Linked DNA regions of Mus musculus: region 1 is linked to region 2. A link is a contact called in public Hi-C data. All regions are on one chromosome and are shown on one strand. Each heading gives the region's core, a stretch centred on a gene start, on an enhancer-like site or on the middle of the called end of the contact. The rest is flanking DNA. Distances are from core to core; before and after follow the strand shown.

Region 1 (6,879 bases), core at 3,810-6,309, 370 kb before region 2:
AAACATGAAGACCAGATCCTCAACCAAAATAACAACAAAAACAATAAGCAACAACTAACAACTTTGGCCACCTACACACATGGTATGGTGTAACGTCATCTGACTTCTTAGTGCACTAGGCATTCTCAGTGTTCACAGACAGACAAGAAGCAGGTCAGCAAAATCCATGTGCATCTTATCTTCTAAATTGTCCTGGGGAAAGTATTTCATGGTCACCATATGCTCCCAGAGAACCCTGTCTACTTCTTCCATGAGACTTCAGTGATCATAAAGCTTTAGATAGAACCAGATGCTGCTGAACACCTCTTCCTACTTTGAATGATTGGTGACATCCTTTGATGAAATCTGTTGATAACATTGACCTGCAAGGCAAAGCAACTCTCACTATAATTGCTTAGTCCTGCCCTAAGTGAGATGGGAGAGGTTTTCTTGAGTTTACTGTCAGTGCTTTGAAATGTCTCCTGAGCTGGGAGAGAATGTGTATGTCTTTAATCCAATCATTGAGGAAGCTGAAGAAGGCAGATCTCTGATTTGCAGGCCATCCTGCTGTACTTACTGAATTCCTGAAATGTCTTGGGTATACAGAAAGACTCCGCCTCAAAGAGAAAATTAAAAATAAAAAGGTACCTGGACTGGGAATGGTAATGAAGGCTTTTAATACTAACACCAGGAAGACCAGCAGCTATATGTGAATTCAAGAGCAGACTTTCCTACATTGAGTTCTAGGCTAGTCAATGATGCATAGCTAAACCATATCTTAAATAAACTAGCAAATAAATTAATAAATCACCCAGAGCCAGTGACCTCAGACAGTTCATGCAATAAAAGTCTCCCAGGCATAACAACTTAATTTATTGTGTTCCTAGACCTCATATGTAAGAAGAAAAAAGACACCTGCATTTGTCCTTTGATCTTCACATAAACACTGAGGGACACTCCCCTCACACATATAACTAATTAATTAATTAATTAACCAAGGGGTCCCAGAACAGAAATGTACTGACCATAGATAGTCCTGATCCATGTGTAAAGAAGGCCCCAATTCAGGGCTAGCAGTGGTGGCACATGCCTTTGATCCCAGTATTCTGGACACAGGGGCAGGCTAATCTCTGAGTTTAAGGCCAGCATGGTCTACAGTGCCAGTCCCAGAGCAGCCAGAGCTATACAAAAAAACATGTCTCAACAAAGCAAATAAACAAATAGAGAGGTACCAAATCAATGAAATAAAACTATAGACAGTGTTCGGGGACCTCTTTGGGCAAATCGGTCTTTACGAATTTTTAATGAATAAATGAGGTGGTTCACAGCAAGTTGAGCATGATATCTATCTTCTGTCCTTTTTGTCAAATGTCATTGGTCAATTTTTTTAAGACAACCTTACAATGAGTCATAGGTATCTACTAACCGGTGACATAGCACCACTGTCTCCATCTGACACCCTGTCATTTGGAGTTAGAAGACCGTGAGAAATCCCAAGAAAGAGGTATGGGTGAGCAGCCACAGTTACCCCTGGAGGAAGCCTGGGGCTACCTGAATGTATCTTTGGATTTTGTTTTGTTTTCAGTTTTTGTAACCCTGGAAGTTCTTTTGTTATGGCAGGTAGAGTCAAAGAGACTAGAGAAAGACCAAAGTATAGAAGAAGAGAGAAGGGTTGAGTGGAGGCTGGAAAGATATCTCAGCAGTTAAAATCAGAGGATCCGGGTTTGGTTCCCATTACCCACACAGAGGCTATCAGCCACCTGTACTCCAGTTCCAGGATAGGCAAAGATATCTTTTGGATTCCACCCACATCTGTCAAGCTCACGGTGCACCCACCCATACAAGCAGACAAAACACTTATAGACATAAGATGAGAGAGAGAGAGAGAGAGAGAGAGAGAGAGAGAGAGAGAACAAACGGAGTACAGGTCTGAATTTCAGCCAAGTTACAAAAAGAATTCCTTAGGCAGAAAACCCTGGATTCCTCTTTACTCAACCGGAGCCACAAAAATGTCAGAACCATGCAGGCAGTCAAAATTACCTACAACCGTGTACTACAGTATTGCTTCTATTTACATGGAAAGAATTGTTTGATGGGAAGTAGTAAGCAAAGTTGCTCACCATAACCATAAAAAGACTCTTTCTGAATGGCTACCCAGGGACCATCAGTCTTTACAAATTCATTTTTTCAATGTTATTCCTTCTAGATTTAGATGGTAATACTACATATATGGCTTAGCTTAAAGTTGTTTCATAAATGACACTGGTTCCAAAGATATGGAAATGAAAGGCTACCCTAAATAAAAGAATGCTGTAAGATTCTGGATATTTGTGTAAAATAGCAATAGGTATAGTTGTACTTCTAAACAAAATACATGTAGATTTACTAACCTATTTATTTTTATATTTTTTGTATGGACATTTTTCTCAAGGATTTTTGTTTGTTTACTATTGGGAGATGGATAGGAGTGCATGTCTTGACATAAGAGAAGAACTTATAGAAGTTGGGTTTGGCAAAAAAAAAAAAAACAAACAAACAAAAAAAAAACATCTTGACCCTCTGAGCTATCTAACTAGACATTTTTTTAAGCAGTACAAGGTCAACCACTTTGGCTTTTAAAATATCACCTGTAAAACTTAGTTTTACATTTTTATATTAATGTTTTAATTACTCCTGTGCTGCCTGTGCCCTGGACTACTCTATGTCTGACTCTACCTGCCCTTGGGGGTAGGAGGTGAGGTGGCCCAGAGTCAACAACACAAACTCTGGAAGCAGATAAGAAATTGTGCAGCAAGCTCTTTTAATACCCTCCACCCATACCCCACTGGTCCCAAGAAATATTTCTTCTAAACAGCAGTGTCCAATTGGCAGGCATTGTCTGTACCAGCAACCCTTGGTCTCTCAGGCAGTCCTCACTTAGATCCTGCAGGTGATGCTTTTGCAGCTGTGCCCCCTCCCCCTACCCCTCCCTGGCATTTGCATAGAGGTGGCACTGCCATTCCTGCTACTATTCTTATCTGCCTGGTTTCTCTGGTTTCTTCATTTCTCATGAATGTTCTCATGGGATAATAAAGTTTGAGCTTATACTGTGCACCCAGAAAGGACACACTATAATGTCTGCGATCACACACTCATCTTAGGTGTCAATTACTGAAAATCGTATTTTGGAACAGAAAGTTTCTTTCTGTTTCTGTTTAGCCTAGAACTATTTACATAGACCAGGATGTTCACTCCCTGATATCTACCTGTCTCTGCCTTCCTCCTTGAGTTCTCAGACTAATAGTGGGCCACCACCATAACAGGCTGTTTCTTCGTTCCTTTTAGTTTGTTATAAATTATGCTATATGTTTATAGAATGTATGACATCTGGCATGATTTGTAGAATAAGAACTTTTACCTGGGTACTTGGAGACAGTATTCTATTGGACTAGACAGAAGACACTAGTCTGAGTTGTCCAGGGATATTCAGTACCCTGGCTTCCCTAGCATTGATAATATGTTTGAAAGTCCTTTGTTTGGACTTTTTCCAGGTTGAGGGGTGAGCATGAATCTCACTGGACATCAAGTGTGCCTTTCCTTATGACTAAGATTGGGCTTCCTTTTGAGACAAGAAATGTTCTTGTGATGAGGGTGACTCAGATTTCTTCCTACTCTCAGACGAGCAAACTAAGGCAACTACGTGAAAAGACACTGCTCAGGTGCAATAAACTCTTGCTTCCACAAGGTGGCACCCCTGATCTAGTATGCACATCCTCATTTCTTCAGGAGACGCGCATGGCGACATTTGGCCAGAAGAGGTCGCAGCAACACCAGCCTTCTGTTTTCCTGCTTGCTGAATGAGACTACCACTAAGTGGCAACCACCCTAATGGACAGCAGAGGGCTGTGGTCAGAATGGAGTCATTTAATTTAAGTCCTGTTGCTACTATGAATTAGAAGTTGACATAAGGCCCTATTCCATCATTATTATGGTGAAGATTTTTGTTGATATTAATATAAACACTATTATGTGAGTGTGGTGTGTGTGTGTGTGTGTGTGTGTGTGTGTGTGTGTGTGTGTACTTATATAAGAATAAAAAAGGCTGAGAGAATTCATTTTACCTGAAGATAGTATAACACTTAGGAAAACCCCAAGGATCTCATGAAAACTCCATTATCAACATCAAGGAAAGTTTTCAAGCTGATTGACCATTAATTATTATGCATGAATTGACGAAAAAAATGAAAGCAAAAGCATATGCTAATGAATACTGAACAAAAAGACTAGATGTATATTTAGTTCTTAAATTTATTTTTGTTTTACTCAGTGTGTGTGTGTGTGTGTGTGTGTGTGTGCTACTATGTTTCTTGCAGATACATAAAAGCATGACTGTCTCTGTGACACGAACAAAATTAAACTGCACTAAGAGATGAAGAGAAATGATAGGAGAGGTGAGAAAAGGGAGGATAATAGTGTGTGTGGGGGGGGTGAATATGCCCAGCATACAGCAATACTTATATGAAAATTACACACACACACACACACACACACACACACAAGTATGCAGTAGCAGCAAAGCATTCCTTAGGTAAAAGAATTTGCTGTACCCTATAGGAGAAACAACAGTATGAACTAACCAGTACCCCCAGAGCTCGTGTCTCTAGCTGCATAAGTAGCAGAAGATGGCCTAGTCGGCCATCACTGGGAAGTGAGGTCCTTTGGTATTGCAAACTTTATATGCCCCAGTACAGGAGAATGCCAGGGCCAAGATGCAGGAGTGGGTGGGTAGGGAGGGCGGGGGGGGGGGGGGGGTAATAGGGAACTTTCGAGATAGCATTTGAAATGTAAATGAAGAAAATATCTAATTTTTTTTAAAAAAGGAATTTGCTGCTGCACAAGAATAATGCCTGAATTCAATCCCTGGGAGCCGTGGTGGAAGCTAACTGAAAATTGTGGTACACAATACATGCAGATACACACGCATACAATAACAGATAAAAACTTTGAAAATTAATAAGCATTTGCATGTGGAGGACCAAGTGTCAGGAGCTGGAGATGGGGCTCCCCTCCAATATTCACTTGCCCCTAAAAGCCCCAGATCACAGATTAGGCCAGGCTAATGTATCCTAGAGTGTGGCAGACAGATGATAGACAGACAGACAGTTGTGTATGTATGTGTGGCAGAGGCCACACAACTATTTAAAAATATGGAATTGCTGGTCATTTCGTTTAGTTTTAAGACCTGTCCTGACCCCTAACAAAGCAGGCAGTGGCCGAGACAAAGCCTCCAGCCAGCAGAATGAGTCAGGTTCACTGTGGGTTGGAATGCTGGGTGCTTGCTGCCTGCTCATGAGTCTGCGCGGTCACAGCCTGTCTACTGTGCTCCTCGTATTCTGTGAAACCCCCTGTTGTCGTGGAAATCCGGGTAAAGCAAGCAAGAACTTTTGTACAAAATACTTTATCAGGAGTCTCAGGCTTCTCCAGCTTCCTCAAAGAAGGGCTAAAGCCCTTTAGGGGTATCTAATAATCTTGTATGTAATAAATGGGGAGGGGTACTTGGCTCAATTAAAAGAGCCAAAGCCACTTTAGGTGATTTTAAATTTGTATCTTCAAAAAACAGAAATTTCCTCTTTGTCCTCTGAAGTGTCATGAAATGAAAACAATTTAATAAATAAAGCTGCCTTCTCATCGTCTGAGCCTTTGCTCTATTATTTTTATCTTTTATCTTCCTGTGTGTTTTGGAGTCAACTGACCAGTTTTATCAAGAAGTTTGAATTACAATTTAATCAACTTTATGCTGTGGATCTAAGCAATATCCTGCCAAACTGTACATCCCAAACTCATCAGTATGAAACTCACTCTGCCCTGGTAGGCAATGGTTGATTTCTAACGTTTTACCTACATGTTCCCATATCTTTAAACTTAGAGAAACTTAGCAGGGTTCTTTGTTGTTGTTGTTGTTTGTTTGTTTGTTTGTTTGTTTGTTTTGAATGAAATTAAAGAATTTCTCTAAGCACTTCAGCAATTCCTTGGAGGAATCAGAATGCAGAAGCAGACCTCTCTAAAGGCTTAAGAAAAAAAGTAACACAAGTTGCCAGAGCTGTTTGGTGACCTCAGTGCCACCAACAGAGATAGTGAAGCATCTGTCCTTCCTTGTCTAGTTTGCCAGCAGGCCAGAGCAACAGGCTTCAGTCAAAACCCAGGATATAGTATCCAGAGAAGTGCAGCAAGGAACTCAAATGTAATCCCCGACTCAGAGAATGTGGTACCTGAACAGAGTGGAATTCTACTCAGCCACAAATTGAAATGGTGACGTTTGCTCAGCAGTGGATGGAATGAGAAAATAGGTGAAATGTTCCAGGCTCAGAAAGGCACAGGCCAACACCTCCTTCTCATAGGGCTAGCCACTTCTTGTCTCAATGTATGTAGTCACTTCAGCTTTATAGCTAAGAAACAAAATGTCTCAGAGTCTCATAGCCGGACAGCAGTGCTCAATCTTGATTGGTCCAAGAGAAGTCAGTTCCCTGTAGAATTATTTTCCTCTCTGAGTAGGCATCTGACCTCAGAATGACATGGCTGGAGTCATGCAGTACATTTGCTGAGTTAGAGGAGAAAAGAGATCGTCTATGCAGCTGTGTGTTAAATATTCTGGAGCACCGTTAAAGAGTATTAGGTGGCCCTTTACACGAGAGGGTGGGAGGGAGACTTGTAAGGAGGACCAGTAGCTTGAATGAGCATCAGTGGATTGGCTGATGTTATCTAAGTGTCCCAGAGCAGTTCTCCTTTGTGGGTGGATCGGCCATTTCTTTGGGCTCTCATTTTGTGTCAAGGGTTGAGGTGGATAATCTATGTAGGATTCAGGAACCACTCCTCTTGGCTCCTTGGTGCACCCTATCTCTCCGTGGTCTCTTTCAAACTCTC
Region 2 (6,369 bases), core at 3,378-5,877:
CCAATCCCGAGAGGTACACTCTCCATAGTAACAAGGCTTCTGACACTGCCATGAGTGTAGAAGCAATCTCTTCTATAAGCTAAGCCAATGCCTCTAAGCTGCCTAAGAAAGAAAGAAAGAGAGAGAGAGAAGAAAAAACAGCCAGGGACTTCAGCAAGGCCCAGCAACAACACCAAAGCAGAAGCTGACAGATCCCAGTCTCTTCATCAATATAATTAGGATTCTGGCCCAAATGCATCGTTCTGGAGCCTTGTCAACAGTACCTGCACATAAACCAGTCAGTACCCTGCACCATTCTAAAAACCAATCTTCCCTCTAGGGGCCTTCTCATGACCCAATTTAACCATCAGAATGGTGCAGGAAATAAGTTTGAAATCTCCACATTTCAAAAACATATTCTTGTTCAGTCTAAAAGGGTTGTTTTCAAGATATATTAGAGGAGCACTATAGGACTCCTCCCAAAAGCGGTACACCTGACTTCCCAGGCTGAGTCAACTGATTAAACAGCCAGAACCTGATTTATATACAGCAAGAGCCTCCAACCCTACCCTGGCAAGTGCGGGGGAGGGGTACACACTTCCTGTCAAGCTATTTGAATAAAGAAAAAAAAAATCTTCCTGTGAGAATAAATCAGTTTCCTGTGGTGCTCAAACTGCTAAGAGACCAAGCCAGCTGTGACAATCACCTCTATTTTTACTCTTCTGTTCTAAATGCTTGTTTTCTGTGGCCACCAGCAGTCATTTTCAGTCGTGGGGAGCCACTTTTACATTTGACACTGTATGGTGTTTTTGAGCTCTGAATCACTAGCTTTTTCCACGCTTTCTGCACAAGGCGGTTAATGGCAGAGTCGCATTACTTGTTGAATGTACTTGGTCCATAAAGGCGCAAAACCCAACGTGCTGAGGAAAGTGGCGACAGGTGAGAAAAGGTAGCAGGCCATATCACACCTGAGGGCTGGACCTTAAAGCACACCTCCCCCACCTCCGCCCTCTAGTCAGTCTTCCTCCAACCATCCACCCACCTATTTTCACGCCGGGCTACAATCGGGCCCAAGAAAGCCAGTTAGACAAGCGCAGTAGGGCAGTGGCCCTGGCTGCTCAATGAATCCAAGGTGGTTCACCTCGGTCCCTCCTGAGGGCAGCACCTGGGAATGACCCCGCTTACTATAAGGAGGGATAAAGGGATACCAAGGCCGATGCACGGACACCCAGAAGGATGCGGAGCGCAGCAGAGCAGAGGGAGAGGAGCTCCAGGGCTGCGCTGCTGAGAAAGGCGTAAGGCCAACCACAGACCGGGAGAACCTGGGACTGACAGGAGCCGGGAGGGGCTGGGGTTGGGCGGAGGACCGGGAGACTGGGGCTGGGGTGATCAGGGTGCGAAGGCCGAGCCGGGCCGCCGCGCCGGGAAGGATATTGCCGCAGGAGCCCGTCTACCTCGCAGGGGTCGGGGCCTGGCTCGCCCGCCGCCGCCGCTGCCTCTTCGTGCTCGTCTACGAATTTGTTCTCGTCAAATTCGTCGATATCCACGCGGCGGAAGCGTGAGGACAGTGTGTTCCGGGCCATGGCGGGAGCGCGGCGGCCACTCAGCCGCCTAGGCTTCGCTCTTTCCCGGCTCCCCTCCGCACCGGCTCCGCTTGGGGGCGGGAAGCGGCCGCCAGGCACCGCCTCCCCTCCTCCGCGCGCAGCCGCCGTCGCCCGCCCACTTCCGGGATGCGCCGGAACCGGAAGCTCTTGTGGGCGGAACTGCGCCGTGGGATCGTGGAATGCTGATGAAGTGGTGTCAGGCGTTGCAGCCGTAACTCTGTCCTCTCCGAAGCCGGGCTGCTGGTATAGCCAGCGCTTCTGTCCGCTCCGGAGGAAGAAATCTTAGAGCTAAGGGATGGCAGGGAGTGACGCGCAGTGCCGGAGTCTCTTAAGCACTGACCCACAAGAGGACCCACTTTGTTAAAAGTAAACGGCTTTAAAGGCGTTGATGTGTAACCCAGGGGCTGGCAGGACGCTTGATAACATCCTTTCTTGAGGATGTAACGACTCCTGCGGGCGTTCCGAAAATTAAAGAGGATTCTGTGGCCACCTGTACTCCTGACTGAAGAGGCATATTTTAGGAGGCGAAAGCTGCAGAATCCCCAGGATTCTTTCTATTTCAGACGTAGGCTAAAATGAATCTTTTCTTGTAACTATATGAAAACTATTTAATAAAAAATATTAAAAAAAAAGAAAACTATTACATTTTAACCTAGTAGAACTCGAGCAAAAAAAATTAGGTGAGACATGGTTTTGCTCCTGCTACACATAGCGAGTAATGTGGCACATGCCTTATTCCAGCCCTTAGGAAGCAGTGGCAGGGGGTTCTTGTGAGTTCTAGATAGTTTTGACTACATAGTTCTAGATCAGCCAAGACTACAGAGTGAAACCCTGTCGGGAAATTTAAAAAAGAAAAAAAGTGCTATTCTTGGAGACCTGGGTTCAGTTCCCAGCATCCACATAGCAGCTCACAGTGCTCTGCGACTCCACCTCCAGGGAGATCCAGTCACCTCTGCCGGCACAGCACATACATGGTACATGTAAAATTTAAAAATGTAAGGGCTGTCTTAATTACATCAGGGATGGCAAAGTACAGTGCCTGTAAGTTTTTTGTCTTCAAAGATGGGGAATGTAATTGGGAATTCAAAAATATTGTGAATCCTGGGTTTAATCCTAGCACTACAAAAAATGTCCAGAAATATGATGTATATTTGTAACTCTAGTAGAATCCTGGTCATCTTTAGACTTCCATTTAAAACTAATCCACACTCGGTTCATTTCTCCTTATCCCATTTACAAAAGGCTTATTCATTCTATCCAACCAGTATCCCCATCCTGGGCCTGAAAAGCATTAAACCCTCAGAGACCTTCAAGACTGGCTCTGGAAACAGGCACACAAACACATGGCTTAACTCAGCTTGGTACTTAAGAGCACTTAGGATACAAGGGTACGCTGCTACACTTGGGATGGGAGGTGACTAAAAAATGTTCATTACAGTACCTTTTTTGTTTTTTTGGTTTTTGGTTTTTTGTTTTGTTTTGTTTTGTTTTGTTTTCTCGAGACAGGGTTTCTCTGTATAGCCCTGGCTGTCCTGGAACTCTGTAGACCAGGCTGGCCTCGAACTCCGCCTGCCTCTGCCTCGCGAGTGCTAGGATTAAAGGCGTGCGCCACCACGCCCAGCTTTCATTACAGTACCTTGAGTACCTCTTCTATCAGCATCAAGTCATGAACAATTGAGAAACTGCTGGAAAAATGGGCAGCTGCTGAATGGAGCTTGGCAAAGAAAGGGCTCCAATTGGTCAGTTTGGTCAACTCATCACACAAACCCAACATCGTCTGCTTTGTTCTGATCTAGATGCTAGCGGTCTGTCTGGGACTGTAGGCAAAGGGTCATGTGCACTTTAACCATGTTATAATTTCCCCAATCTTTACATATCAGGTCTTGGCTGGGAGCTTTGCAGGTTTTCAGTTTAGTTCCTCTAATCCTCAAAGATACACTAACCGGAGACGCGAAGGGACTTGCCAAGATATAAACTGGTACTAGCAATAAAGCAAGACTCTGTTTCGGAGCTTTTATTTATTCTTGTATCAGTGCCGGGAATGCACACAGCTTTGTGCATGCCAGGGAAACACTACCACGGAACTAAGCTACCAGCACGATTTGGAATCTCTCTGGAGACGGTTTCATTAATATATCTTGGTGTAATAAAGAAGGCTTGAACTCCGGATCCTCCTTTTCCACTGCCTGGGCGCTGTGACACCGTGCCCAGACCTAAAGCAATAATCAGAAATCCCACAAAAGTCTGGGGATGAGATTTGTACTACTACATACCATCTCCGCAAATTCTTGCTGGATGACTTTATTGTTACCCTTGCCAGGTGGTGGCGCACTTTGGATACCAAACTTGGGTACAAAACAAGTCCAGGAGATAGGTAGGTAGGTAGGTAGATAGATAGATAGATAGATAGATAGATAGATAGATAGATAGATAGATAGATAGATAGATAGATAGATATGGAGGCCTTGTATTTAAAAAAGAAAAGAAGAAAAAAAGGATAGCGAGATGGTTAGGTCGAACCTGACCACTTGCGTTCGACGTTCGAGCGCCGAACAGTGGAAGAAGAGAACTCCCACAGGTTGTTCTCCAACCTCCATGCTCGCTGGCTCTCTCACATACACTTGCGAGGCATTGTGGCACTTGTACTGTCAGCATTAGGAAGCGATTTAGAATAAGACCTTGTCTCAAACTTTTAAAGAAAACCCTCACACCTCATGCCCTCCGCACCCTGACACCACCCGCGGCTAGCTCAGCCCCGCACAGACCAGAGAACTTCAAGCTTCCGAATAAAACCGAGGGAACAGAAGAACTGCAGCCTTCTCTGCGCTGCCTCCAGCCAGCCCGGTGTTGCTCATCGCGAGACTCAGTTTCCCCAGCTGGGTCGCTTAGAGACCAGCCAACCTTAGGAAGGCAGGACTTCCGGGAAGCGGAGGGCACCACGGCCGCGGCTGCGCAGGGGCGGAGCGGGCCTCCCAAACCGCGACGCTATTGGCCGTGCCCGGCGCCACCCGGCAGTAGTTGAGGAAGTCGGCCCCGCCCTTTCCTCTTTCTCTCGAACCAGGCTGCTTCAGCCGTGAACAACGCCGAAATGGTGAGGCTGCGGGAATCGGGTGCCATCGGTCGCCGGGGACACGTGGGGACAGTGGCGCGGGGCGCGGGGCGGACGGGGGGAACTCAGAGAGCAGCGGGGGCCGGCTCAGGCTGCCCGCCCTCGCTTACGCCGCGGCCTCTGGCGCACCGTCCCTCCTGGGTCGGCCGGGGACGAAGCGGGAGCTCCGTGACCCATAGAGTCGCTCCTCATTGCAGGCCAAGATTAAGGCTCGGGACCTGCGCGGCAAGAAGAAGGAGGAGCTGTTGAAACAACTGGACGATCTGAAGGTGGAATTGTCCCAGCTTCGGGTCGCCAAAGTGACAGGCGGCGCCGCGTCCAAGCTCTCCAAGATGTAAGTGGGCCTTGAGGTCCCAGCTGGGTGCTTCCCCTTCCCTGCCTTGGCCCCTTGAGCCATTTCCCCTCGACTGTCCTTGGCCAACTACTGTGGTGAGAGAATAGGGCATTCCTTGAAGGGCCATGGTGGTGCCGCCTCACATGGGTTGTAGTACGGCTGGAAGCAAGTGGTGACGACAAGGGAGGGAAACTTGAAAAGAGACGCTGAGCCCATGTGTTCCAGTCACGAGTTGATCTCTTATCACCATGACTAAAATCAGCTGTTCGTGGCCTCTGCCTGGCTTCAATGTCCTCTCTTCACACCTGTTCTCTTTTCTCCAATTTGTGATTCCTTACACTGAACTAGGTAACTTGAAGGCATGGTCTCAGTCTCTGGCCTTTGGGATAAGTTCTTGGGCCAAATCTGCATTAAGTGTCCACGTCTATCTGTTGACAAACCTGTCCTTATCTCTAGATTTCCCTCCTGGGTGGCAGAAATGAGGGCCTTGTGTTGGAGGGGTTAATGTGCCTACCTGATCTTCACTGCCATCTATTTTTATAGACGAGTCGTTCGCAAGTCTATCGCCCGAGTCCTCACTGTTATTAACCAGACTCAAAAAGAAAACCTCAGGAAATTCTACAAGGTGAGCACTGGCCAGGAACTGTTGTGGAAAGGGTATAGGGTACAAGGGACTGGAGGACTGGGCCTCAGTAAGCTCCCATTATGTGGCTGAGTTTGCCCAGTTACCAGCTTCCCGAACTGACAGGAGTTCTTGGTGTCAAAGGGTCAGATGTGGCTGGTCAGGGTGGCGCAAGCCTTTAATCTCAGCACTCAGAAAACCAAACCCAAAAAAAAAGTCGGATGTGAGGGTGGACTGGACACTAGCTTTGAACTCAGCTGTGTGGTAGTTGTTGGGTTAGATTGCTTTGTTAGAAGATGGAACTGGAACCCTAGCCTGAGGCAAAGCTAGCTGTTCAGGGTGTCTGTCTCACAGCCAAGCACCTGCTGTTGCAAGGCTTGGAAAGGTTGCGTTGCCCAAGGACACCCACAGTTGCTAAACAGCGACCCCCAAAAGCTTCTCTTTGGAGCCATATCATGAGGACATTAAGGGTATTGCTGGGATAGTTACAAGATGTTTGTTATGTTAGTGTTGTCAGGCAGTGGTGGCACACGCCTTTAATCCCAGCACTTGGAAGGCAGAGGCAGGAGGATTTCTGAGTTCGAGGACAGCCAGGGCTACACAGAGAAACCCTGACCGGGGGTTGGGGGGAAACGTTCATGCTTTCAAACTCACATGCTGTGCTAGGAATTTACTTCCTTTGACCATGGCTGGTCTCCGGAAGAATTGGGGTAGGGGGAAG

The links. Hi-C and Micro-C count contacts between places; a contact is called where the count stands out from the background.
Region 1: a Hi-C map of the Ba/F3 cell line shows a contact between it and region 2, with 6 times the contacts expected there. The contact joins the enhancer-like site here to the promoter of Rpl35 in region 2. A contact is called at or near these places in 5 of 39 promoter capture datasets (the 3T3-L1 cell line, cranial neural crest and embryonic stem cells), 1 of 15 datasets of contacts at CTCF or cohesin (embryonic stem cells), 10 of 484 Hi-C or Micro-C datasets (B cells, the Ba/F3 cell line, the G1E-ER4 cell line and 5 more), 14 of 115 datasets of contacts at active chromatin or transcription factors (embryonic stem cells, large pre-B cells, pro-B cells and 1 more) and 2 of 9 other capture datasets (embryonic stem cells and liver).

The regions. Positions count from the first base shown.
Region 1 is chr2:39,370,146-39,377,024 of GRCm38.p6, reverse strand. No RefSeq gene overlaps it. Among named protein-coding and RNA genes, the nearest start is that of Ppp6c, 150 kb to the right of the region's middle. Within about 2 kb of position 5,059, at least 5 of the 459 cell types and tissues checked have an H3K27ac peak or open chromatin away from gene starts, as enhancers often do. A contact at or near this core is called in the Ba/F3 cell line and the G1E-ER4 cell line, where this site is marked.
Region 2 is chr2:39,003,389-39,009,757 of GRCm38.p6, reverse strand. It overlaps Rpl35 (ribosomal protein L35), which reads left to right and starts at 4,627. Exons shown (of 4, transcript NM_025592.3): 1 at 4,627-4,674; 2 at 4,890-5,026; 3 at 5,570-5,651. The coding sequence starts at 4,672. Arpc5l (actin related protein 2/3 complex, subunit 5-like) reads right to left here and starts at 1,619. Exons shown (of 4, transcript NM_028809.1): 1 at 1,414-1,619. The coding sequence starts at 1,562.